4 separate regions of the Mus musculus genome follow, and all the other regions are linked to region 1. A link is a contact called in public HiChIP or PLAC-seq and promoter capture Hi-C data. All regions are on one chromosome and are shown on one strand. The core of a region is the stretch at or near the end of the contact, and the rest is flanking DNA. Distances in the headings are between cores, read along the strand shown.

What was found. HiChIP or PLAC-seq counts read pairs in DNA pulled down with a chosen protein or histone mark. Capture Hi-C pulls out chosen DNA fragments and counts their contacts.
Region 2: a contact with region 1 is called in a promoter capture Hi-C map of adipose tissue, with 2.4 times the contacts expected there. The contact joins the promoter of Medag here to the promoter of 5930430L01Rik in region 1. A contact is called at or near these places in 10 of 39 promoter capture datasets (the 3T3-L1 cell line, 3T3-L1-derived adipocytes, the HPC-7 cell line and 6 more), 1 of 15 datasets of contacts at CTCF or cohesin (the NIH/3T3 cell line), 2 of 484 Hi-C or Micro-C datasets (cerebral cortex and cortical neurons), 2 of 115 datasets of contacts at active chromatin or transcription factors (embryonic basal ganglia and pancreatic cancer cells) and 2 of 9 other capture datasets (adipose tissue and embryonic stem cells).
Region 3: a contact with region 1 is called in a FOXA1 HiChIP or PLAC-seq map of pancreatic cancer cells. The contact joins the enhancer-like site here to the promoter of 5930430L01Rik in region 1. A contact is called at or near these places in 12 of 39 promoter capture datasets (the 3T3-L1 cell line, the HPC-7 cell line, HPC-7-derived erythroid cells and 9 more), 1 of 15 datasets of contacts at CTCF or cohesin (the NIH/3T3 cell line), 2 of 484 Hi-C or Micro-C datasets (bone marrow-derived macrophages and uterus), 9 of 115 datasets of contacts at active chromatin or transcription factors (craniofacial prominence, double positive thymocytes, embryonic basal ganglia and 6 more) and 1 of 9 other capture datasets (liver).
Region 4: a contact with region 1 is called in an H3K4me3 HiChIP or PLAC-seq map of embryonic basal ganglia, with 3 times the contacts expected there. The contact joins the promoter of Tex26 here to the promoter of 5930430L01Rik in region 1. A contact is called at or near these places in 7 of 39 promoter capture datasets (the 3T3-L1 cell line, cranial neural crest, frontonasal cranial neural crest and 3 more), 6 of 115 datasets of contacts at active chromatin or transcription factors (craniofacial prominence, embryonic basal ganglia, embryonic hindbrain and 3 more) and 2 of 9 other capture datasets (adipose tissue and pancreatic islet).

The regions. Positions count from the first base shown.
Region 1 is chr5:148,992,071-148,998,960 of GRCm38.p6, reverse strand. 5930430L01Rik (RIKEN cDNA 5930430L01 gene) reads left to right here and starts at 3,746. Exons shown (of 2, transcript NR_102384.1): 1 at 3,746-3,843; 2 at 5,437-6,890. It overlaps Gm15411 (a long non-coding RNA gene), which reads left to right. Exons shown (of 5, transcript XR_868721.2): 4 at 501-2,640.
Region 2 is chr5:149,407,376-149,413,732 of GRCm38.p6, reverse strand. Medag (mesenteric estrogen dependent adipogenesis) reads right to left here and starts at 1,984. Exons shown (of 5, transcript NM_027519.4): 1 at 1,478-1,984. The coding sequence starts at 1,755.
Region 3 is chr5:149,349,531-149,355,885 of GRCm38.p6, reverse strand. No RefSeq gene overlaps it. Among named protein-coding and RNA genes, the nearest start is that of Gm35704, 4.7 kb to the right of the region's middle. RefSeq lists an enhancer at 1,519-3,727. Within about 2 kb of position 2,530, at least 153 of the 459 cell types and tissues checked have an H3K27ac peak or open chromatin away from gene starts, as enhancers often do. A contact at or near this core is called in the NIH/3T3 cell line, craniofacial prominence, embryonic basal ganglia and 5 more, where this site is marked.
Region 4 is chr5:149,435,467-149,441,712 of GRCm38.p6, reverse strand. It overlaps Tex26 (testis expressed 26), which reads right to left and starts at 2,053. Exons shown (of 7, transcript NM_029464.2): 1 at 1,926-2,053. The coding sequence starts at 1,986.

The sequences.
Region 1 (6,890 bases), core at 2,497-4,996:
ACCTGCCTAGCAGTGAGCGGGGGTGGGGGTGGGGTGGGGGTGATATGAGGGTAGAAGCGGGAGACAGATGTGTTGCACAGTAGTAATAGAAGTCTCCCGTATCCGACCTGCCTCTTAGTTTATGAGCGAATCCTGGAGATGGCTCGATGTTAGTAGGGACAGTGCTCCAAGGCCATCCTTATCCTTATCACCAGTCCAACCTCGTCCAGGGAGCCCTGTGGAATGTTTGCGGCTTCCTGTCTTCCCTTTCCCCTTGCGCTTCCTCCGGTCTTCCTCCCTCACATTCCAGCCCAGCTCCCATGCTCACGCTTCTTCCGGATTTTTCAGAACTTTCTACAAAATCTACTAAAAGGTGAGAAAAACATGACCCATGCAGACAGACCAAGACCAGTTCTTCTCAAACCGATGACCCCTCACTGATGGCGGCAGCGGGAACAGGCCATAGCTGTGGCTGACCTTGTACCTTCCCCTTACACACTCCCATGTTTTCTTGCCAGCAGATCTCTCTCTCTCCAGTGGCCAAAAAGCTGAGGAGGGCAGGGATGCACCCACGAAGGCCTCGGGTACCATCAAACCAAAGCTAAAGGACAGGAAGATGGCATTGTGGGCTTTTCATCTCCAAGGACATTGAAGGGGTCATCTTCAAAGAACTTATCGTTCCAAAACAGGCCAAAGACTGTTTGAGATTACCAGAGGCTAGTAATATTATGTGGTAGGATATTGTCGCTATACAACTTGGTGTGTTGACATTTTATGCAGACAAGTGAGCGGCATGGAGAACATTTACACAGCTTCCTGACTGTTGTGTCCACCGGGTCTCCAGAGCCTTTTCGTCTTTCCAGTGAAGTTTCTTACCTGCCAAACACAGGTTTCTCTCCGCGCTTTCCCCTCCCTAAGCCTCCAGGCACCGCGTTCTCCTCTAGACTCCTCATAGAGGGAGAACTGTATAACAACCACAGGGAGTGATAGAGTCCATTTGCTTAGCGCGGTGTCCAGGTTCTTCCATGCTGCGCCAGAATCTTCTTCCTTGTCAAGGTTTGGTTAGCTACACCTTTCGGTTGATGTGCTACAAACAAACAAACCTACAACCAAAAGCAGCTTACGGAAGAAAGAGGTTTTGGTTGTTGTTTTGTGTTGTGTTTGTTTTGTTTGTTGTTGGTTTTCTTGCTTCGGGCTTCTGGTCCCTGAGGAACCAGAGCCCATCATGTTTAGGAGGCATGGAGATCTTGGACCACCAGCAGAGAGTGGGCCAGCCTATAAACTCCGAAACCCCACCCTCGGTGACATGTCCTCTCCAGCAAGCCTGCATGCTTTCTCAAACATCGCCACGGCTGAGGACCAGGTATTCAAATGGCTGAGCCTATTTCACTCAAACCACCACAAGGCCGGATATTTAGCATATTATATTTCCTAGCCTCACCTTGTTTCCTATCCATCCAAGAACGGGCACTTGGGATAACGCAAACGATGCTGCAAAGACCGAGCATACAGATGATCCTTTATGTCTTTTGAGGCTAGGCCCTGCTGTAGTTTGAATATGAGAAGCTCCTTCCAAAGGTCCTGTTTGGCCCAGTCAAAGCAAGGGTTTCTCTCTACACCTTTCAGCAGTAAATATGAACGGTGTTGAGATCACATCAACCACACCTGATCCCCAGGCACTTTGGGCAGGCCAGTGGGATCCTCCGCAGGCGCCTTGCAGGTTGGCTATGGAGGAGCAGGGATAGGATGCTTCCTTGGACTCTATGCTTCCTTGGACTCTCAAGCTTGAGGCACAGTTCACGCTAGAACACACCTGTCATTCTCCTAGTCCTGCTGCCAAGAGCAACCAGACCCTTATAAATGAAGGTGCATGACAGCCTCCTGAGGCTGACTTGAAGGGTCCCTAAGAAACGAGGTCGCACCTGAGCCTTCCAGCAAAGGTTGAATTCTTGTTCTCCCATGTGTTTCAGTTACCTTTCTGTTGCTATGGTAAAAATACCATAAGCAAGGCACCTTAGAGAAGGAAAAACAAAACATATTTGGGCTTCAGATTCAAGAGTCCAATAGAAGGGGGCAGAGCCCCAGGGGCAGGAGCAAGAAGCTGTGCGCTCACATCTGGAGGCACAGCACAAAGCAGACAAAGTGAGCTGCAAACGGCAGCGTGGAGTCTTTAAATCCTCCAAGCCCCTTCAGAGTGACACACTTACCCCATCCAGGCAGTACCTCCTGAACTCCAAAAGCACCATGACAAATCCATGAGCTTGTCGGGGGTGGGGGTGGGGTGGGATAGGGGGGGGAGGGGGCGGCATTCTTGTTCAAACCACCACACCGTGAGTCAGCTGGCACATCCGTGAGTCTTTCGAGCCAGTAGAGCAGGGCCCTTGGCAATGCCAGGAGAACAGAAAGGGGCCTCTCAGACTGCACTAGCTACTTCAGTCTGGGCCAGGCCAGGCCAGGCTGGGCCCTGGAGATCTCTGAAGTAAAACCCCAAGAAGGCAGGCTTGCTCTGTCTGTCTGTCTGTCTGTCTGCCTGTCTGTCTCTGGTTGTTACTCCTGCTATCGAGGCTCCTGCAGTAACAGCTAGCAGGCTGTGGAATGAATTCACCACTGAGAACTTCTTGGCCTGGGCTGGAGAAAGGGTCGCCTCAAAGGAAGAGACAGGTATGGGGACCTCCCTCAGCAGTCCCACCTGGGGAGGGCATCTGTCCTACTCAGTTGTGTGGTTTTTTTTCCCTCTCTGCCCATCTCTTGTAATTGTCAACAAGGAGAAAGCTAAACATTGCAGGGCTCCCTTTGCAGGGACGTTGGACAGTTCTAAGACGCACACAGTAAAGATATCTTGGTGGGGGGAAAGGCCCTCTGGAGGCTAATCTGCATATATTTTCATTCATATGCATGCATATAATGTCTCCTATGAAGCTTCTTCCAGACGCTGAAAATAAAAATTCAACTGTTAATATTTTACAAATTAAAGGCAGGAGGAGCCACAAAAGACCTTTTCATTTGCAGTTTAAATTTAAAACTAACCATAGAGCCTTTTTCTTTTCCCTTCCTTCTTCCCTCTCTTCCTCTCTCTGGGTTTAATCCTAAGAGCTTTAATACATGGAAGCCAAACACTCTTACTATTGTATTAGAACCTTAATACTGGGTGGGGGATAGATTGTAGGGTGGCGTTGGGGGGTGGGGGAGACGAGGACGACGACGACACAGGTTCTCATAGTGTATCCCAGGCTGGCCAGGAACTTGCTATGTAAACTAGGTTGGCTTCAAGATCACAAATTTCTATGTGCCTCTGCTTCCAGGAGTGCTGGGATTAAAAGTATATGCCTCCAAGTTCTATTATTGTACACTTTTTATAAACGTAAAAAGAACCTATTCGAGGCCTTTTCAGGGAGAAAGAAGAGAAAGGCGTGGTAAAAATCGCCTGTTGCACGGTAGTTTTATCTTTTTGCCCCAAAAGAACTAGTACAGTTTGGCAAGGTTGGGCTTTGCCTTTTGCCAAGATGCTTTTTTCTAAAGAGAAAACGAACTCTCACTTTGGAAAACAGCAAGTCCTGTTTGTTTTCTGTTCCTTTAGAAGTCAGCCCCGGAGCGGCTGGCTGGCAGCGGCGAGCACAGCTCTCTGGCGTTGTGTAACCGCCAGGCAATCACGTTGCACCCACCGCTTCCACAGGCTTGTAACTGCAATAATAAGCAGGAGCTTATTCAAAGAGGAGAAACCATCCCAGCCGGCTCCAAGTCACGTGTCCAGGTCACGTGGCCTGCCAGACAGCGAAGGCGGCTGGCAATCATTAACTAATGCTTTCTCCCAGGGAGAAAAATGCTGGCTTTAAGGAGGCCCGGACGTCAGAATTGCAATAGAAGGTATCCGGGGTGGGCGGGTGACTTTATTCTCGCTAAGTGCTTTCTAGAGGAGATGGCGGAGCCGGCAAACAGAGCCCCTCGCCCCCTGCTTTCTCTAGAACTTGCAGCCTTGCGCGGCACCTCCTGCTTTTGCAGCCCTGGGTAGCTAGGGCCACAGCATCAGCAGCCTAGGAGCCAGTGCGCCGCCCCAGCGCTGCTGGGACCTCAGAGAAGTTCTTGGTTAAAACTTAAGCGGAGAGCCAGGTTTCTGTGCCTTAAGAAATTGGTGCCAAGGGTTCCCGGAGACGATGAGAGGGAGGAGGCACGTCAGCCTGTGGGAGCTCTGGCGGAGTTTTCATGACACCTAAGTCTTGTGATTGATGAGACCGACCAGGCAGGCAGGCCTGGCAGGCGGTTTCCTTGCTCAGCCTTTGAATTTAGACATTTCTTTCTCCTTCTCTAGGCTGGGTACTGTTCCTGGGTGCTTCTAAAATCTGTGACGTAGAATTGAGTTTGATGTTAGCGTAGAAGTGAAAATAGCGAGTGGGATGGAAAGTGACCAAGCTTTGTTGGAGGGAGTGGGTACAGCACAGAGAAAGGGACTTAGGGAATAAACAAAGGAAGAAGCCCGCGCTTTTAAAACCTCAAATTTCCACTTTTCACATTGTGCAAACAGACCTTTCCCCAGTCACTGCGTAATGAAGATTCAGTCTTATGCAGATGAATCTCTGTGAGTCTGAGGCCAGCCCTGTTCATACAGCAAATTCCAGGACAGCCAGGGCTACATAGTGAGAGCCAACTCAAAAATAAATAAAAAGATGACCGGAGGTATCCGGTTACCTCTATAGCCCACCAGTTTTAAATCTACTTAGTTTACTCAATGGTTCTCCGATCCCATGAGAATACTTTTGCAACAATGCTCTAATCCCTTTTCCTTTGGGTTTGTACTCAGTAAGGAGACTTAATTATAAAAATTGATTATTCTTGAGTTCTATTTGTTGTTCCATACATGCAGTAAAATGCCATGTTTCTTAAATTCCCCAAAAGTCCGAGATGCATCTTACAAGAATGGGCTTTAATTCAATCTGTTGTCTTAGACTGATTTTAATAAAGTCATCTTAGTATGCTTTCAATTGCTTGGATAAAACACCATGACCAAAACCTACTTGTGAAGAGAGTTTGTTTCAGTTTACAGCTCTGGTCACATTATCACTGAGGGAAGTCATGTCAGGAACCTGAAGACAGGAAGCAGAGGCCATGGAGGGATGTTTCTGACGGCTTGCTCCCATGGCTTGCTCAGCCTGCTTTCTTATATCGCCTGGACCTACCTGCCTAGGAGTGACGCTGCCCACAGTGGGCTGTACCCTTCCACTTCAGTTACTAATCAAGGAAATCCCCTAAAAGGCCTGCTGATAGGCCAGTCTGATGGGGGCATTTTCTCAACTGAGCTTCCCTTATTCCAGATGACCTGAGCTGTGTCAACCTTGATGTAACAACTGGCCAGTGCACCCAAACCACTGTAGGATTCTAAGATAGTATTGAAATATTGTGGCTTTAATTGCTGATACTGGGTGGGCAAAACTGAGGTCATGATTTTATTTTATTTTATTCTAGATAAGAGTCTCATGTGATCCAGGCTGATCTCTCTGTAACTCCCAATGCTCTTCCCTCTATTTCCCAAACTCTGGGTTCATGGGCACGCATCCTTGCATCCTTGTACCTGGCCAATGTCTCATCTTAGCTGCCATTTCCCTATTATTGAGGGAATGAAAGAGGATGAAAGGAAGATTCTAGTGAAAAGAGAATATGCCATGGAAATGTGATCCAATATTTTGTATTCCTTCAGTGAGTTGAAGCATAAAAAAAAAACAAAAACAAAAACAACAACAAAAAAATCTAGAAAGCCAAAGCCTGGCGTGAAGGAAATAGAGGCCAGAGAGGACCAGGAGTCTTCCAGGCCTGGTGGAGAACAGCTTTAATCAAGCACTCACAAGGCAGGGGCATGTAGACCTCTGTGATCTCAAGACTGCTCTGGTCTGTGTAGCTAATTCCAGCTCAGCCAGGGCCACACAGTGAGACCCTGTCTTCAAAACAAAGCAAAACAAAAACCATGACAAAGGAAAACAAAAATCCCCACAAACATCAACAAAAAGAGGATCGGGAATTTAGTCCCAGCTTCAAGTCAGTTTTAGGCTAGCCTGGGCTACCTGAAACCGGGCGTCGACAAAACAAAACAACCCATCTGTTAATGCCTAATAGCAAGCTATCTGTGACAAAGGTAGACGCAGAAGTTTGTCATTCTGAGGAGCGCTGTGTATCCATCCAGGTATGACTGAACTCCACCCACGTGCAGTGTGTGGGTACCTCCTACGTCAGCTTCACATCCCCCAGTGCATCACCGTCTTGTGTACAACAGTTTGCTGTTTCGCTTGGCCTCTGACCTGGACTCCTTAATGAGCCCACAATAAGAACAGCTGCAGTTTTCTTGTTGTGGTCTTTACAGGAGGGTTGAGTGCTGAGACAGAATGCTTAGGTCCCCGGAGTGTGGACAAGTGTCCACACAGTCTGTACCTGACTTCCGTGTCTTCTACTCTGTCACCACTGGTCACAGTAAGAGCCCAAAGCTCACTGACAGAGGCTTCTTTTTGTTGTTGATAACCATCTCCGTGCAGTCCTGGCTGTACTGAAACTCACTCCGTAGACCAGGCTGGCCTCGAACTCACAGAGCTCTGCCTGCCTCTGCCTCCTGAGTGCTGGGATTAAAGGCTTGTGAGCTACCACGGCTCAGCAGAGGGTTCTATCTATAGTTGCTTCACTCAGCCTGCTTGGGCAGAAGAACATCATTGCAGAAGGGAGCCACTCACCGTGTGGCCAACCAGGAAGCAGGAGAAAAGAGGCAGCCATCTTAGGTGATTAAGAATCCTACTGTCAAGGGCTAAGAGGTGGCTCGGTGGTGTAGAACACTCGTTGCTCTTGCAGAGACCCGGATTTGATACCCAGCACATGCGTGCCGGCTCACAAACACCCATAATTCCAGTTCCAGAGGACCTGATGCCTTCTACATGATG
Region 2 (6,357 bases), core at 735-3,234, 420 kb before region 1:
CTGGTCTGTGTCACCTAGTCTTATGACTACACTCTAACTTGCCCAGGGACTGCTGCTGGTTTTCATTTACTTACATAAAGATGTTCGAAGAAAAAAATTTAGTGACAAGCCTCAAATCTATTCTAAAATTTCCTGTATCGTATGCTAAGATCGGGGGCTCTGATTCTATCAAACACCTTACCTCTGGCTTCAGCTCACTGGGGAACACTGTAATCCTCCTGAGGGAGGGAGGGAGGGAGGGAGGGAGGGAGGGAGGGAGGGAGGGAGGGAGAGGTGCACCAATGCAGACATGCCCTTCTTATTCATTTCAAATGGGTCCTCTCACTGAACCAGGAGCTTGTCAGTTTAGGGACCAGCTGGAGGCCAGCAAGCCTCCATGATTGTCCTGTCACCATGCCCCTAGTACACAGAGAGACATTTTTGCAAGGGAGCTAGGAATCCAAACTCAAGTCCTCTCACTTCAGGCACTGAATCATCTCCCCAACCCCAACCTGTTTCTACCATAGCTCTTTCCACTGCCCCCCTCTTACAAATTAGCATTTTTATTTCCCATCCACAGAGAAATTCTCAGTAGGGACTATTTTTCTCCGACATTCAGAACTCATACCATCTCGAGGGTCCTACCTGCATGCAGTTGGAAGAATGCACCAGCAGTGTCTAGCCCTTTGGCTGCACCCTAGCCCAGTGATAAATACATCGTATCTTCACAATCGGGCCGGCTGCGGATCGCTCAGACTCCAGACTCACTTGGTTCTGGGGCACTGAGCACCCTATTATACATGGATGAGGGCCATGTACCCTATTCCTTCAAGGTGACCCGGTAATGCTGAGATCAAAGTTGGCTTCCACATCCTTGCCAGCTTCAAGCCTACCAATGGACGTCTGAGTCCTCTTGGCCACGACAGCTCCTGAGGACCACTGGATAAAGGCCAGGGTCTCACAGTGCTCTGCAAAAAACCACGAAGCTATCTTTGCCCTTATTTCTGCCCAAGCTGTCTATTCACCCAAGAGCCAACACGGGGTCTGGGGTTCTGGGGGCCCTTTTTCTTCTTCACTATAGTTGCTTGGTTTAAGAAACACCGAGAGAGCAATTACTCTGGGAAAATGAACTATCTGCATGCTCCAGCTGCATAAAGTTATTCTCGCTCATAACTAAAGCTAGGTGCGAGGATCCGCATCCAAGACATCTCCTGAGGGTTGTGCCTGCACACTGAGCTCATCCGACCTAGTTTAAGGGCAGAATGGAAAAAACTTGCCACCAGCTTGTTGGGTGGGACTGAGTGTGCTTCCCACCCGATCCTCCCTACATTCTCAGCAAAACGCCCTAGTTACCTGCTTGGGGGCTGGGGGGAGGAGGGTTCGGGCTGTAGGGTGGCAGGTAGGTTATCTCCATCTCCAGTCCCCAGTCTACCAGAGACAGGGCAGCAGCCAGATAGAGGATTTGCTCCAGGCTAGAGCACACGGTGTGGCCACCTACCTCTTGATGTAGCTGCTGAGGCGATAGAGCTGCCCTTCTAGGCGCACAAGGCCGTCCCCGAAGACGTTGAAGCCCCCACGTGCGGCCGCGGGTTCCCCGGGCCCGGGCACCAGGAGCTGCTCACCGCGCAGTTGGAAGGCACCAGGCTGTAGGCGGAGCAGCTGCGACAGGGGCAGCAGGGCCAGCTCGCAGTCGCACGTCCACAGACTGCGCAGCTCCCCGGATGAAATGGAGGTCAGGCTGGGTCTGGCCACAGGCTCGCACGCTGCAGTGGCCATACTCAGGCTGTGGCTCTGTCCCCTTCCTACCCTGAGGGTCGCTAAGTGGGAGGAGTAAATCTGTGGTCTGTCCCGAGCTACCTTGGGCTGCGTGCAAGTAGTAAGTAGCTCAGGAGCCCTCTTGTCACCTTGAAGGTTGCCCACCCTTGTGGAGCGCTGCAGGCAGGACACTGAGAAAGCGGTCCCCGCGCTGCGCAGCCCCTTTTATCAGGCACCAGGCACGCCCCTCCGGCCCCCAGGCAGGACCCCAGATGCTCCTCCGCTCCGGCAGAGCAATCAGTGTTTCATAACTTGGCATGCTCCCACCTCGCCTGCTCACAGCCAAGACTAACTTAGTCATCCCACTCGGGTCAGACACTCAGCCCCCGCGCGGGGCCCTCCCTGCCTGGTCCACACTGCATGGTGCAGCATCCTCCCCACGACAGATGCCCAGGCCTGGCTCAGCGCCGATTAATCCCTCAGGTACCACAAAGCGTTCCTGACCACTTCTCCACCTGGGGCCCAGGGGCTGTCAGCTTAGGCTGGGAGTTGCTGCATCCGTATCTACATCCCCCATTCTATGCCTCATCTGTCTGCAGCTCACTCCACCTCCACCTAGATGACCCAGCTTTTCCTTCTCTCAGCACTTCCTGGAGCGGGTTCCCACCCAGCATCCTTCCATGAAGGCCTGCCACTTTCCCAAAAGGTTTTCCTGCATCCCCTGTGCACTCCAGACCTTGACCCTCTTGCTTTTCGCTGCCCGGTGGCCCCTTGACAGCTTTGTGCTTGGATTCAAGCGGGAAGTCCCCTAGCAGGCCTTCCCAGCCCTAGTCCCAGAATCTGTTAATTTGCTCAGTTTATAAATATTTGAGTGCTCTGGCTACGTGCTCACACGTCTCCTGAGGGATGAAAAGACTATTCCTTTCAATTTAATTAAATGACTATTTCCAGCCTATCTAGTAGAAGATGAAGAATAAGCTAAATCCTGAGAATGTGGGTGGATAACCACAACCCCTGTTATCATCCAACTTGTAGTCTAACAGAGGAGCAGGCATGTGTTCCAGCAATTACATTGACTGAGTCTCTGCTCTCGGTAAGCTGGCATGAGACTCCAGGCAGCGCCGAGAGGTAAAATTTAGAGTCTATCTTCAGTTTGTCTCTGAGAGCCTCCATAGAGCCTGGGTTTAATTGATTCAAACAGAAGCATTTCTGCTACATTTCACTTTTGCCATTTACTTTTGAAGGTTTTAAGTTATTTTTATTTGTGTGTGTGTGTGTGTGTGTGTGTGTGTGTGTGTGTGTATGAGTGTTTGCATGTATGTATGCACACCTCATAACCACCGAACCATCATCTCTCCAGCACCCTCACCCCAGGTGTTGTAGAATTTTTATTCTGCTTGCTTCATTTGATGGTAAGAAGCACGTTGTGTTTCAAACAGCACTGCCTTGGTAAACTATTTCAAACCACTAAGCTATTTTCCATCAAAGGAATGCACTCTTCTTTGTCTAGACTTTCCTTTACTGCAACATTAAAATCACTTTGTTTTCTCTTACTATGGTAACACACCATTACACTTTCCATCTTTTCTGCACTCCCTCCCCTCTCAGAAATGGAGTTGCTGGGATAAGTGACAGGAGACAATGCAAGGCTTATGCTTATAGTTAAGAGGTGACAGCCTGAAGATCTAGCCATCCTCATGTGCCCATACTTGGGTAATAGTGATGTCATCAAGGCACAGGGGCAGCCTTCTAGCCTCAGAGCTTTAAATGGCCCTGTTGGGTGCCTGGATGGTCAGCTTTGATTGTCAACTTCACACAACCTAGAATCACCTGAATGGATAATCGTCATTGATGGATTATCTACACCAGGTTGGATTGTGATTATGTTTGTTGGAAATTGTTTGATTTAATTAATGTGGAGAGATGTACCCCAAATATGGGCAGTGATTCTGATAGCTATAAAGATGAAGGTGCATGGAAGAAAGAAGGCTCTGCCTATTTTGGCTTTCATTCTTGCTGGTGAATCCATCTACTCTAAGCTGCTGCTGCTGCTGCTGCTGCTGCTGCTGCTGCTGCTGCTGCTGCTGCCTCCTTCCATATAAGAACAATGCTCTTCTGGCTTCTAACATGGACTGAAGACCAGCACTCCCCAGGAATCCTCTAGGTCTCTGGCACCAGATTGGGACCACTGAGGCACACTGCTTCATGGTCTAAGCAACTACAAAGTGATTAGCCTTTTTTTTTTTTACCCCAACCATATGGCATAAGTCAATATCATACTTCCTCTTTGCAGCAGGGATTCATTTTATTGGTTCAGTTTTTCAACGGAACCTCAAGTGACACAGCGGCCTTAACTCAGATCTACCAAGCTCTCACAGGCCAGTTCACACCACCACTATTCAAGCTCTCACAGACCAGTTCACAGCACCACTAGTCAAGCTTTCACAGGCCCGTTCACACTACCACTATTCAAACACTCTCAGAGATCAGTTCTCACCACCATTATTTAAGCTCTCACAGACCAGTTCACACCACCACTCTTTTCACACCTAGATTTTTCTGTCAGACCACAAGTGCCTGAGGCTGGCAAGATGCTTAGTAGAGTGTCTGCCACATGAGAACAGGGATCTGAGTTCAGACCCCTATCACCTACACAGGATCTGGGCTAGGCAGAGGGGCACACATCTCTGACCCTAACCCTGAGGCTGGGAGAAGAGAAGCAGATCTGTGGGGCTCACCAGCTAGACAACCTAGTGGAGTGGATGAGTTCTGGGCTCACTGAGCAATTCCTGTCTCATAAAAATAATGTAGAGAGTGAGCAAGGAAGACAGCCAGCACTGACCTTTGGCCTCCACATACACACGTGTGTGCTCACAACCCTCGTGTACATGTGCACATACCCACAGGAACACAGACACAGACACACACACACACACACATACACACACGCAGACATACCCAGACACACAGAGTCACACAGAGACAGAGGCAAAGAGACAGAAAGAGACACAGAGAAACAGACAGAATGCAAATATCTGTAGTCTTCCTCCCTCTTATATAAAATAATCTTTAAATATAGTTTTATCCCCCTCACTTGTTAGCTATTTTTTCTCTTCCCCCTGGAAGAGTCATCGAAATTCCTTCTCTTCCAGCTCACCCCATGACATCATTGAAACTGACCTAAATAAAGTGTCAGTGACTTCTGGATTGTCACCCCTGGAAGACATTTCCCCCCTCTGGTCTCTCCCAGATCACCCTTGTCCTTGCCATTCTCACCTCCCTTAACTCCTGAAGAAACTGAAGTCAGTCTGCTTCGTTAGAATTTAACAGACGGCTTGGGAATTTGTTATCTGTGTCAACTAGACTAAGTTTTCCCATCTCTAAAATCTGGTGCGATTTGAGACCAGGAAGTGGCGGGGCTGGAATACAGACCGCCAAGGGCTCAGGCTGTGGTGCTTCACTACCTGGGTTCAAAGTCGCAGTCAGCTTTCAGGAAATCTGAGCATATCAATCCTGTGTGTCCTTTACACGCACATTGTGGGGTTTGTAGGCAAAGCGTTCTAAGCACTGTCTGTCACACAAGTGTGTGTTTGATGCCTGCATCCAGGGACTTCTGTGAGTACAATACCCAATGGCCCGCACACTGCATCTGGAAGCCACCACAGTACCACCTCCTATCTATTGCTGTTTTCTCTCAGCTGAGGCCATTTCTTTCTCCTGAGTCTCTGGGTTCTCTCCTTGGCAGCTTCTTCTTTCATGGGTGAAGCGGTTCAGACCTTTGCCTCTGCCAGCAGCCCTAAAGCTGATGACCCCTAGATATCTACTTATGGTCCAGGCTTCTTGCCGGGCTCTCAGATAGTCTACCCAACTCTGTCCAACCTCTGCATGTGACTTTACACTGGTGACTCCGGGGACTCTTCTTCCTCATGCTGAATCTGCCCCTTTTGCTGCATCCCTCATCCTATGAGGCATGTGCATCCTTTGCAAGAACAGTAGGTGTTCTTAACTCTTGTACTATCTCTCCAGCCCCTAATCATTACTTTTAACTCTGTGTGTCGTAAGGAGGAAATGAGTATGGGAAGACAGTGCTGCCAGAGACCAGAAGAGGGCGCTAGCTCCCCTACAACTGGAGTTATAGGTGGTTGTGAACCACCAGACATGGGTGCTGGGAACTGAATTCTGGTCCCCTGCAAGAGAAGCAAGTGCTTTTAATCCATCTCTCTCCTGTCCAGTCTCTGCTGCTCCATGATGGCTAGGTAAGCCAGACCGCTGATTCTTACATACATGTCATTGGCTTAAGAGTGTAAAGTATAGCTGGGCAGTGGTAGCACACGCCTTTAATCCCAGCATTTGGGAGGCAGAGGCAGGCGGATTTCTGAGTTCGAGGCCAGCCTAGTCTACAGAGTGATTTCCAGCGCAGCCAGGGCTACACAGAGAAACCCTGTCTCGAAAAAAAGAGTGCAAAAATATAACTTGTAACTCCCCGGGAAGTGGGGCACAAAGGCTGTTCCCGATGTGGGCCTCTCACTTCAGTTTACAGACCTCTGCTCACCTTTTAATACTACAGACATCCTAAACTGCAGGTTAAACTAGGTGACCCCTCCTCCTCCTAAGGGCAGATGA
Region 3 (6,355 bases), core at 1,281-3,780, 360 kb before region 1:
AGGCTACACAGGATACAGGTATGACCTCAAGAAGCCCAGAATCTAATAGGACAGATATAATAAGACATAATCAGGCAATAGCGGCCAGGATGTGATAGTCAAATGGCTAAAATAGTTCATAGGAAAGAGGCTTGTAGAGAAACAGAACACCCGTGGTATTTGAACTTCAGATGATTGTGGCATAATGGTCTAGTGTATAGATGTCACACATATTTCTTGGAATTTAGTGCCACAACAACTGGCTCCAGGACCCCTGTCCCTACCCCCCAAAGGTTCCAGCCCCCTCCACCGGGGTTCCTAATTCATGAACACTTGAGCCAGGCTACACAAGGCATGTGACCTACATACACCTCCCGGGAGACTTGGAGGTCTCTGTAACAAACTGTGAGGCCTCGTGCTATGTAAAGTATGTAAACAGTTGTGCTCTTTGTGAAATGATGATAGGGAATTTTTAAAAAAAAGTAATCTGTGTTCCATGAAGACACAACTGGAGGACATTTTCTATCTTGTAGTCTACTGGCTCCTAGCACGCTGAACCCACGGATATCGTGGGCAATTATATTTATACCCAAAAAATTATAGATTGTTCATACTCTGTTTATATGAGACTCAAATTAAACCAGATGTCCCGGGGTTTCACAGGCTAAGCCTGTTTACGTTATTTATGGAGGATTCGTGGTACAAATAATATTTCATCTAGAAATAGCTAAATAAGGCACAGGCAGGGGAGCTATGCTTCCAAGAATCCAGGATACTCCCTTGACCGGCCTCAGACACCTCTCTCTCTCCAGTATAAGGAAAACCTTCTGCAGATCCACAGTGGCACAAGAAAATGTCTTCCTCCCCCTTAGTCCCACAACCTACAGGAGGGGTGAGGCCCTGCAGTGCAGCTCTGTGAATGATTAGCTAACACCCACCTAAACAGTGCCCGGCCAGCAGGTCTTTATCTTAACTCTAAGATTCAGGCTGACTGGGCACAAGGAACAGGAAGAGGCAGGTGTTATCTAGAGCAGTGTTTCTCAACCTGTGGTCTCAACCCCTTGGGGTCCCATATCAGATATCCTGCATATAAGATAGTGACATTACAATTCATAGCAGCAGCAAGGTTACAGTTACAAAGTAGCAACAAAATAATTTTATGACTGCGGGTCACCCCAACATGATGAACTGTATTAAAGGACTGCAGAGTTGGGAAGACTGAGAACCACTCCTCCAGAGAGTTGCCAGTTACCATGGCAAAGGAAAAGGATATGGATAGGCAAGGCACTGGTGGTTAACGTGCACACACAGAGGGAACAGTCACCTTCCTTCCTCACAGGCCGCCTGGCTATGACCAACTAAACAATAAGATTGTGAACCACTGCAGGCCTGGGATCATGGGAGCACACACTCTAACACATCTCTCATGTTTGGTTGTACCAACAATCCAGCTTTAGACTGTCAGGGATTCCCCAGGGCCAGGGACCTCCCCAATGCTAGGGGCTCCTCAATGCCAGGAAGTTAGGGACCCTCAATGGTAGCCCTCATACCAAAGTGCCACCTTTCTAGGGATTACCTACTGTCTTAGGTGCACAAAACATCAGGACCAAGAAGTAAGTTGGGGAGGAAAGGGTTTATTCAGCTTACACTTCCACACTGCTGTTCATCCCCAAAGGAACTCAAGCAGGTCAGGAAGCAGGAGCTGATGCAGAGGCCATGGAGGGATGGCACTTACTGGCTTACTTCCCCTGGCTTTCTCAGCTTGCTCACTTATAGAACCAAGACTACCAGCCCAGGGATGGCACCACCCACCATGGGTCCTCCCACCTTGATCACTAGTTGAGAAAATGCCTTACAGCTGGATCTCATGGAGGCATTTCCTCACCTGAGGCTCCTTTCTCTGTGGTAACTCCAGCTGTGTCAAGTTGACACACAAAACCAGCCAGTACACCTACCAACAAGGACTACTCGTAAAGATTCCCCTAATATAAAGAGCTCCATGTACCAAGACTCTCTTAACATAAAAGCCCCAGTTGGAGATCCTTCCAGTGCAAAGGCCATTCTCCAAACCCCCTGTTTTTGGGCTTCTGGGGGCTACTGGTGCTGGACACTGAGACAAGCACTCTGGCTGCTTGCATATCTTTTCCATGGGGGTCCCCTCCCTCTACAGAGCTCCCTACATTTCTAAAACCGGTAGCAAAGAATAGCCTGAATCCTAAAGACCTCCCAGAGCCCACGGTTGACACAGGCCTCTAGGACAGAACACAAAAGCTGCCCAGGGACTCCGACTGGTGAGAGCCCTTGGCTTCCTGGGGGGACCCCTCTGACCCACAGCTCCCACCGGTGGAGGCTGGCATTTAGTCCTGTTGGGCTAGTATAGACTACTTGGCCCAGGACTGACCCGGAGGGTCCCTGGAACCAAAAGGCAGCTGTTGTTTAAAAATCAACACGGAGAGGAAATGAAAAACACCCGCCCAGGCCTCCCAGGGCCAAGAGACTGATGGCTGCTGGATGAGGCGGTTTCTGGAAGAGGCATGACTAATGGCCCTACTGAAAGTGCCCTGGCCAAGTGCCAGCAGCTCCCGTCAACGCCTTGTCTCTGCAGCAGTCAGGTGTGGCTGGGAGACAAAGGGGCCGTCTGTGTGCTGGCGGGTCTTGGACCCAGTGGCTTTTTGAGTCAGGCAATGGTGTCACAGGAGCCCCTGGAGGGGCTGGGGGCGGGGTTTGGATAGAAAGAGGGCCTGGAGGGGTACTGCCTGCCAAGGTTCGCTCACACCTCGCCACCAGGAGAGGCAAAGCCATCTGCCATCTAGCCACCCAGTGGAACAAAAGAGCAAGCACCCTGTCCCCTCCCGCCCCACCACACCTTTCAAGTCTCCAGTGCCTGGGACCTTCCCTGAAGCATCCTTTCAGGGAAGTCCTGCTAGCTGGGCCCTGCCACGTCTGGTGCCTGTGTCTTGTTTGGTATACGCCCTCCGACAACTGCTATAACCAACTACGAATTACAATCCACGGATAAAGAAACTGAGGTTCAGCTAAGGCTGTGAATCTGCCCCAAACCATCCCTGCTCCCATCACTAGAACTATTCCCAACAGAACCAAACTAAATACAAAGTCCCTCCACTAATGGGCGTTCCCAGCCGTAGAGGCTCGCACCAGCTGGCCCATGATAGCTGTGAATGCCGCTCAACCTTATTTACAAATGTCAAGGACCATGTTGCAATGTCAAAAGGATGGGTACCCCTGCTAGACTAGTCCAGGATCCCGGTGAGCCAGCTCTCCCCACAAAACTTAAAAGAAAACCCAATAATGAGAAAGAACGTTTTTATGCAAGTCAAAAGTAATGCAAAAAAACCCACAATCAGAGAAGACTAGAAAAAGAAAGGGCCCAGCCTTGTATTTACACAATCGGAGAGTACGCCCTCCCTCACCTCATTTCCAGTGGGGAAGGTACCATAGCTCTAGATTCATCTCCACTGCCATTCACCATCACCAAAACATTGTCACTGCCACGGGGGATGGGGAGAGACAGTCCCTGTGTCCCTCCCCAGACACTTGAGTTATAGCAAGATCTGTCCCCATGTACCTTGTCCACCCCACCAAGGTCCCCTCTGGGTGACACCTCTCTTTCTCTGTGCTACTGTCTGCCGGGACCTCTGTACATGAAGAAACATAGTTGACCTTCAACAGATTCAAGTAACTATTTTTACAGACTCTCGGCCCTGGCGTGCACAAGAACCTGACCAGGTATCAGTCTAGAGTCCCTTTGTTAATTACTTTCCACTACTGTGACAAAATACCCAAGGGAAACAAGTTGAAAAGGAAGAAAGGTTTGTTTGGGCACACACTACTGGATGTCTCAGCCCATAGTTGTGTGAAGAGGGTTGAGCAAGGGTAATTGGGATCACAGGGCTTGGGGGGTCAGGCGGACAAACACTCTTCCGAAGCCCCACCAATGGCTTGCTCTCCCCAGTGTCTCCCTCCTCCTAGCAGCTCATTTAGCCATGAACATGTCCAATGGACACGTTAGCTTCAATTACCTCTTTAAAAAAAAATTTTTTTTTTTTTTGGAGAGCGTCTCTCTAGGTAGCCTCAGCTATTCTAGAACTCATTATGTATACCAGGCTGGCCTTGAACTCATAGAGATTCTCCTACCTCTGTTTCCTGATGGCTGGGCTTAGTGGTGTGTGCCACTGTACTTGGTCCAATCTCTTTTTAATAATGCCACCACCTGGGTTCTAGTAGTTAACATAGAGCCTTTTGGGGTACACTGATACCCACTGGTTAAATAAGCAGAGTCCCTAGTGGACAGGCCCAAGTGCCTATGTTCCTAAAGGCTGTGATCATAAGGTCCACTCAGGAATGCCCTCTATGAAGGACAGTTTTGTGTCAACTGGACACACTAAAGTCATCTGAGAGGAGGAGACTCAACTGAGAAATGCCTCCATAAGATTAGGCTCTGGGCAAGCCTGTGGGGCATTTTCCTGATTGATGGGGGAGGGCCTAGCCCCTGGTAGGTGGTGCCATCCCTGGTGGTCCTGGGTTCTATAAAAAAGCAGGGTGAGCAAGCCAGGGGAGTGAGCCACTAAGCAGCATCCCTCCATGGCTTCTGCATCAGCTCCTGCCTCCAGGGCCCTGCCCTGTTTGGGTTCCTCCTTGACTTCTTCCAATGATGAGCAGCAATGTGGAAGTGTAAGCCAAATAAACCTTTTCCTCCCCAACTTGGCCATGGTGTTTCATCACAGCAATGGTATCCCTGACCTTTCCTCCTTATCCATCTCTCTCTCTCTCTCTCTCTCTCTCTCTCTCTCTCTCTCTCTCTCTCTCTCTCTCTCTCTGACTTCTTAGTCCCATCTCAGTCCACATTGCTTTTTTTTTTTTAATCTACCTGAAAACCCTGTACCTGGTACAGGGTTTCAGATGAGGTGCTGGCCCACGATGTTTGTAAACTCCCACTTCCAAAAGCAACAACACTAATGGTGCAGCCTCTTAAGCCCTGATTGCTTAGCAGTTGAAATCTCTATAGGCTGCTTCTCCCACACCAGTTCAAGGGATAACAACCACAGGAGAGAGTGGCTGGAGCCATGTTCTCACAAAAGAGTGCTGTTGTCTTAGGATGGCATGCCTACTGGTTCTAGAACTCTTCCATGAAGAGAGACCAAGAGCTCACAGACAAGGCATGGCTTTGAGTGGTTCTCACAGAGTTAAGCTTTCCTTGCGACAGGCATTCAAACCTCAGGGCATGGTCATAGCTAACATCTGTAGTACCAATACTCAGCAGAAGTAGAGGCAGAGGCGGGGGATGGGGGCAGGGGCAGGGGCAGGGGCAGAGGCAGAGGCAGGGGCATTACAGGTTTAAGGCCAGCTGGTATGCATAGTAAGACCTCACCTCAAACATGTACATGTGTACTCATGTACGAATCTACACTAATCTACACTAAGAGGAAGACCCTGGGTAGTGCAAGGAAGCGAGAAAAACCACCCTCCTCCTGCCTTGTCTCACAAACAGGGCTACTTGAAACTATGATATTACAAAACCCTATCACAGGTGGGCTGAGGTTTGTTATCCTAAATCTCTCTGGGATGTGGTTGTTACCAGAGTGGTCTGTGTCCTATCTGTCACTGTCTAGGACCTGGAATACCAACTCCACTCTCAAAATTTTTTGATTTTTCCTTCTTTGGAAATTTACATGTATTATGTCAATAATGAACCTTCTTCATTGCTATGCTCCCAATTTCCCAGAATAGGGCCTGCCCAAAGGAGGCGCTCAGGCTCTGACTATTAAGTGTTGGTCATATGGAACAATTGAAGGGAGCTGGTCATTTGTTTCTGGATGTGATTTTCTGATCAAACGCTCCAACGCTTGCTCTGTCAACAAATTCATTAATTCAACTAATATTCGTGGAGAGCCGATTTCATGCCAGGCTGGGCCTCTGGGGCCACAATGGTGAGCCAGGCAGGCAACTAGCCTTATTAAAGACACTGTGAGGAAGCCATGGTCTCCACCCTTGAGCTGTTTATAATAGGGTGAGGGAACAGAACAGATCGGAAGCAATTAGAAAACAATTAAGTGTTAAATTATACGCCTCTGACTAGCCCAGGGGATTCTCAAGAGGAGAAGCAGCTAATGTCACCGAAGTTTTCATGGAGGAAATGTTGGTTGTGAGGATGCCCTGGATTGGATGAGTAGAGCAAAGTGGGAGAATAGAACGTTCCTGGAGGGGAGCAGCTGCCCAGAACCACTCAAGGAAAACCAAAACTATAGATGCTGGTCACACTCCGGGTCAGGAAGGCTCAGGAGGAAAGTATGAGAGATACCCTACTGACGTCGAAGAGCTCGAGTTACGCCCTGGAGATTATATTTAATTGCTTCCA
Region 4 (6,246 bases), core at 804-3,303, 440 kb before region 1:
GAGCAGGAGAGGCAGCCTTGTCTCTATGAGTTTGAGATCGGGTTGATCTACATAGAGAGTTTCAGGCTAGCCACGGCTACACAGTGAGACCCGGTCCAAAAAAAAAAAAAAAAGTTACTGTCTGCACTTAGAACCTAGAGCTGGCTAGTGAGCACATAACTTAATGGTTTTGTGTGTGTGTGTTTTGTTTTTTTTTTTTGTTTGTTTGTTTGTTTGTTTTTCGAGACAGGGTTTCTCTGTATAGCCCTGGCTGTCCTGGAACTCATTTTGTAGACCAGGCTGGCCTTGAATTCAGAAATCCACCTGCCTCTGTCTCCCGAGTGCTGGTACTAAAGGCATGAGCCACCGCGCCCGGCTATAACTTAATGTTTTAAGCCAGGACTCTGTGCTTTTGTATAGCAGCTGTGACAAGAGGACAATAGCCCAGGATTGCTCACTTATGCTCAGGAGTGACTCAACAGCAGGCATCAGCTGTCTCTTCTTTGGGGACAAAGATTAGAGATGACATATCTCACACTCTTCTTGGGAGGGTGACTTTAGCAGCAATGGAAGATGGGATTGTGGCTGTGACAGACCCAAGGCTGAAGGGGCAGATGACCCAGCAGGTGAGGGCTGAACAAAAGAGATCTGTAACCAATCAAGGGCTCCTTCTCTAACAGCCTGGGCCCTCTTCATTGTACTCTCAACTTCTGGAAGGTTCCAAGGAGGACAGGAAGGTGATTTTTGTCCACACTGAGGCACAGGGGCCTCTGGGCCATGCATGGAAACTGCCTGATCAAGAGCGGGATAGTTCAGTCTGAACATTTGGCATTGGGTACTGAGTGTAGACAGTAGAGTCCCTGGCAGTTTGTGCAGCACCGGAAGTCCTGGGGTACGTGATCAATTCCGTAAGAGGAGGAATCCTAACTCTTATCTGTTCCAGACAAGGAAGGAGACTACTGGCCTAGGAAAATACCTGACAGACAGAGTGTTTAGAAAAAGGGAAATGGAAATTAAGGAGTGCCCTTGGGGATCCTGGGAGCTTTTCCCTCCTCCATCTCCTGACCTCGCCGTCCTATAGAATCTGAAAACATTTAACATTTTTTTTAACTGAATACGCTCCTTCCCGCCCTCCCCCCTCACACACACACTCCAGCTTTCCACTCTTCGTTTACAGAGAACTAGATTGGAATGTAAACACCCACTTCATTGTTCTCTTAGGAGCATCATTCTAAAGAATCCTCACAGCCCCTTAGCCAGCTCGGCTAGACGGCTGCAGCCGGCCATTATTGCTCCGAAGGGATGGATACGCTGACTGTGCACTCAGTAATAATGCTACTCGAGTCGCAACTAACAGCCAGGGGAGGTGATGTCTCTTCACCAACGCAAAACGCTGAGCTGGTAAACCCGCTGCCGCCGCCGCAAGCAGAACCACAGAGCAAGGCTCTCCATCTGTCACCTGGCAGAGCGCCTTTGAAAAGGGCTCAGCTCCCAGCCCAGTCTGCAGACAGAGCAGCCCTGGCCGGCTGATCCCGCCCCTCCCCTCCCTCCCGCCCCACTGAATTTGCTGTTTGCGACTTAAAGAACCAGCCAGACTCCTTCTCTCCCTCCATTACGTCCCCAGTTCTGTTCATTTGTCTTCGGCTCTGTTGTCCTTGGAAGGACACTAGCTGTGGCTTTATCATGTCTCCTCAGGGGTTTCCTTAAGTATTTAAAGGGACACCCCAGAGTTTTAGAGAGGGGAGTATAAAGGGCTGGACAGGAGTGTGATTTTGGACAGCTGATCTTTCTCCCTGACTCACTTGCGCCTCCCTGCCATCTCTAAAAGCGAGGCAAACCTCTCACGATTGATGCCCTTGGGGAAAAAAAAACTGCCTTATTTAAAACAACTCCACCGCACACACAGCACACCACGCCCCGCAGACCCGCAGCGTGGGCAGTCTTACTTGACTGGAGCTTGGGGTCACATTGAGCAGGGCACGAAACCTTGTTCCTATACCGGGCCATCTTGTCCCAAAAGGTCGCCTTCCCGCCCTGACAAGGCAGTAGTACTCCGCTCTGCGCCCCACCCTCTGCGCGTGCCTTTGTGAAGCGTCGCTATGGAGACGCCTCAGTCTCCGCCCCTGGACCCAGAGGGTGAGCGCATCACGCTGATTCCTGACTTTCATGGAGTGCCCTAATCCAATAGTTCTCAACCTATGGACTACGACTCCTTGGGGGTGGGGGGTGTCGAACGAACTTTTCACAGGGGTCACCTAAGACCATCAGGAAACACAGATGTTACCATTATACATTACAATTCATAACCGTAGCAACATTACAGTTATGAAGTAGCCACCAAACAATTTGTAGTTGGGGGGGGGGTCACCACCACATGAGGAACTATATTAAAGGGTCGCAGCATTAGGAAGGTGGAGAGACACTGCTCTGGTCCTTGCAATACTATGCCATTGTTTTATGTATTGGCAAATACGAGCAAACTGGAAAAGGCTGGAAAAAAAAAGTTTATTTTAGCCTGGTATACTGGTGCTCACCGGTGATCCGAGAACTCAGGAGGCTAAGGCAGGAGCCCAACCCTGGAAAGAGATGCCTTGTCTCAAAATATTAAATACCCCGAATATTAAAAACCCAGAAGCAGACAGACAGACGCCCAACCGCAAATTTGTGTCCATTCATAATTTTCAATGTAAGCAAAATTGGGCAAGGTTGGCATGGAAATCTGTAGGACACAGCGACTACACTCAAGGATGAGAAAGATGTGGTATAAGGGAAAGGTAAAAGTTTCGGCATCAGGTCTGTGTGAGGTCAACCCAGAGCATCCTAAGCTAGTGTCTAGTTACTTCAGGGAAACATTGGGCACAGGCTAATTACGGAGAGTCCAGAGGGATAATGGATGCAGCAGGGTCATCCTCCACTACATAGTTTGTCCAGGGGCAGCCTGGGTTACACCAGACCTTATTTTTAATAAATACAAAAAATCCCAAACTATATTCCTAGTACCAATCATAGGATGCCACTTTGTTACTGTACACTGGCCGGCTGATCCTACCCACTTATACATGTTAGAGTGTGGCTTTTAATTTTTTTCCACTTGTGATCACACTGTGCCTGAGAAATTTTTATGCCAGCTAGAGTATATAAGGTATATAAGACAAATACACAGGTCACATGTTTATTGATAATGAACCATGAGGAGCTTTATTTTAAAAAGCAATTCATTGCTGTGCATACAATTTTACCATCTATGAAAGATATGAAGCAAATTTGCATATTAATGAGACGTCATATTATTGAGGTTGCATATTAATGAGATGACCTGTTTATCTTACATAAATAATTAAATCTCGGCTGAATAGGAGATGCTGAATATGAGACCATCTTCGGGGCTTTTCAGAATCCATCAATATTTTGGTTCCTATAATCACCAGTACTTGGAAGACCATTTTGGATAAATGCCTGGCACAAAAGGTCAGAAATGTGCTTAGGACCACTTCAAAAAACACTTGGAAGTTCTGCCCTGATCCCAAGCCAAAACTCACTTAAAATGTTTTTATAAAATTCAGGACAGCAAATCAAATAGCAATTAAAAAAAAAAAAAGAAAGAAAGGAGCATTCCTAAGTGAGACTCAAAGGGAAATGGGAAGGACTGCATCAAGGATCCCAGTTCTTTAGTGGGGATGTGGACAGCGTGTGTCAAAATGTCCACCATAGCTTTCTTCCGGGATACCATGACCTAGTCTTGTCTCTGTGGTCTAGCTGAATACCATAAACCCTGCATCCCTTTTATCTCGATGTAATACCCTGGTCTTCTTGTTCCGCTATACACAGTAACCTCACTCCTCTGTTCAACTCTATATAATAAACACTCTGAGCTTGCTTGATTTGATTTTGAATTACCAGTTAGCATTGAACATCCAGAAACCTTGTAGTGTTGTCAGATTGATTGATTGACTGATTATTGATTGTAGCTCTCTGGTTCACTTATGGGACCCCCTCACAACACAAGAAACTATGTATTAATCACTGACTGCAAAGGGTATTTCATGTTCATAATCTTGGCAACTGCCTGACTATTGGCCACATAGCAGGTTCTTAGTTACTACTGAATGCCTCCAGATGAGAACATGGCTACCACTTGCTCTTAGAAAGAGAAGACAGGAAATGCACAATGGACATTTCTGGAACCTTGTTTAGAAGGTGATTGACAGCCTGCCTTAGTGGAGCACGCCTTTGATCCCAGCACATCAGGAGGCAGATGCAGATCATTCTCTGAGAATTTGAGACACACCTGGTCTACATAATGAGTGCCAGCCCAGCCAGGGCTGGATGTCACTAGATCCTGTCTAAAGCAAAGGGGGCGGGGCATCAGATCCCTTGGAACTGGAGTAACAGGTAGCAGCAGCGAGTCACCAGATATGGGTCTGGCTGTGGGTGCTAGAAATTAGACTCGGGACTTCTGCAAGAATCAGCATCATCTTTAAGATGAAGAGCTAATCCAGAATTTTCTGGTGGGGGAGCCTCGTGCACACAATGTAGGGAATGTGACACATTTTAATGCAATGAACAGCAGAAAACGTTGGGAGGCACAGACTTCTGTCAATGTAATTTAAAAAGGAATGAGTCTAAATTAGGGTTTAGTAGTGGCATCTAAATTAAGAAAGTAACACCCAATAACAGATTAGCTGTCTGGAAATGGTAGGGATAATTAGCATAGCATAATTTAAGATAAATATATTTTTAAAGCAGAGCAGTGAGCATATAGAATTTTTAAAGCGAGTTCTTATTAATATCTTAGATTTGTCTCGTCTTAGGCAAGCTAAGATGTGGGGTGTGCACTGACTGCAGATCCAGGAGATGTCTTTGCCATTTTCCTTCTGGGGACCCTCAGAGTAAGGCAGATCTGTTTGTGAGCTCCCGTTGCCTTGTCTGTAAACACTGGGCTGACAGAGATGATAATCCTAACTACAGCTTATCAGTGGTAACCCACACAAGCCAAGGAGTCTCTCTTTTTCCTCATTTCTACTCTCTGTTTTCATTGGTAGTGTAGTTTCTTATCTCTACACAATGCATATATTTTGGTCTGGGTCTACTTTACTGTGAGAGGCATTGCTGTGTTCCTGGCGTTAAGTTTTGTTGGCCTGAGGCAAGCCTATACATGATTAAGCCAATGTCTGCTTGGTTACATGTGTTGCACACACTCTTTTCTTTTTCTTGTCAACAAACACTGCTTCTGTATTGACTATAAGCTATGTAATGGCATTGGAAGCAGCACCTTAGATGTGACAGGGGCTTGGAGATAGCAAACAGACTACGTCTTGAGGATGTGTAGAGGCAGCCAGGAAAAGAAGAGAGAGAATGATGGAAGAGTAATGGAGTCCAGAGACGCTGAAGAATTTGTTGGTGCTATGCTGTGAGGATCAATGGGGGAAAGTGCGCGCACAGAGCTACAACTACTGGGCTGAGAGATGGCCATGTGAGCCTGCAGCGGGGCTATAGGTCACCTGAGCTCACTGAGTGCCTTGAACAGTGGAGGGAAGACACTAAGGCGGCCCTTTAAACTGTGACCTTTTTTTCCCAAAAGCAGAAGTTAGAACTGTTACTCAGAAAGCAAGACATCTGGGTCAGTAATGTGGCTTGGTAGTTTTGCATAGATCCTAAACAAGGGAGATTTCAATCCAATGGATTAAGAATCAATGGTTTGTTTGGTTTGTTTTTTTTTCCCCCCAATGAATATCATTGTAACAATCTCTTTCTCTGCACACACAACGTGAAGTGCTTAAGACAATGGGTGGTAAGAGGGAGCAGACAGCAATCAAGCTGTCAAGTTGTAAACTCTGGTGGAGAGGGAGAGAGGTTAGTGTGGGCATCAGGTTATGTATGCCTGGCTCTAAATTACTTCACACCGTATGAAGCATCCAGGCCCTGCTTTGCCCATTTTGCAAGCAACATTTAGCTTCACTGAAGGTGCAAATCCTGATGCAGAATGAGTGTGCGCCTCATTCAGGCTATGAACCCCAGGATCTGTGCAGCATCCTCTAGGAGGCCCAGGCTGATGAGTGACTTGGGTAGGCTACAAACTTACCAAAATCAAGCCGGGGTGTGAGAGCACCTGGGCCTATTAAAACCACATCAGTAAAACCAGGCCGAAGAGCTCATCAAACAGACCAGGCCAGCAAAGGGGGACACACTTTCACCTGAGCCACAGCTAAAGGATGCCTAACAGTGGGTGACAGGGACCCTGCTAACCTATCATCTGACCCAGTGCAT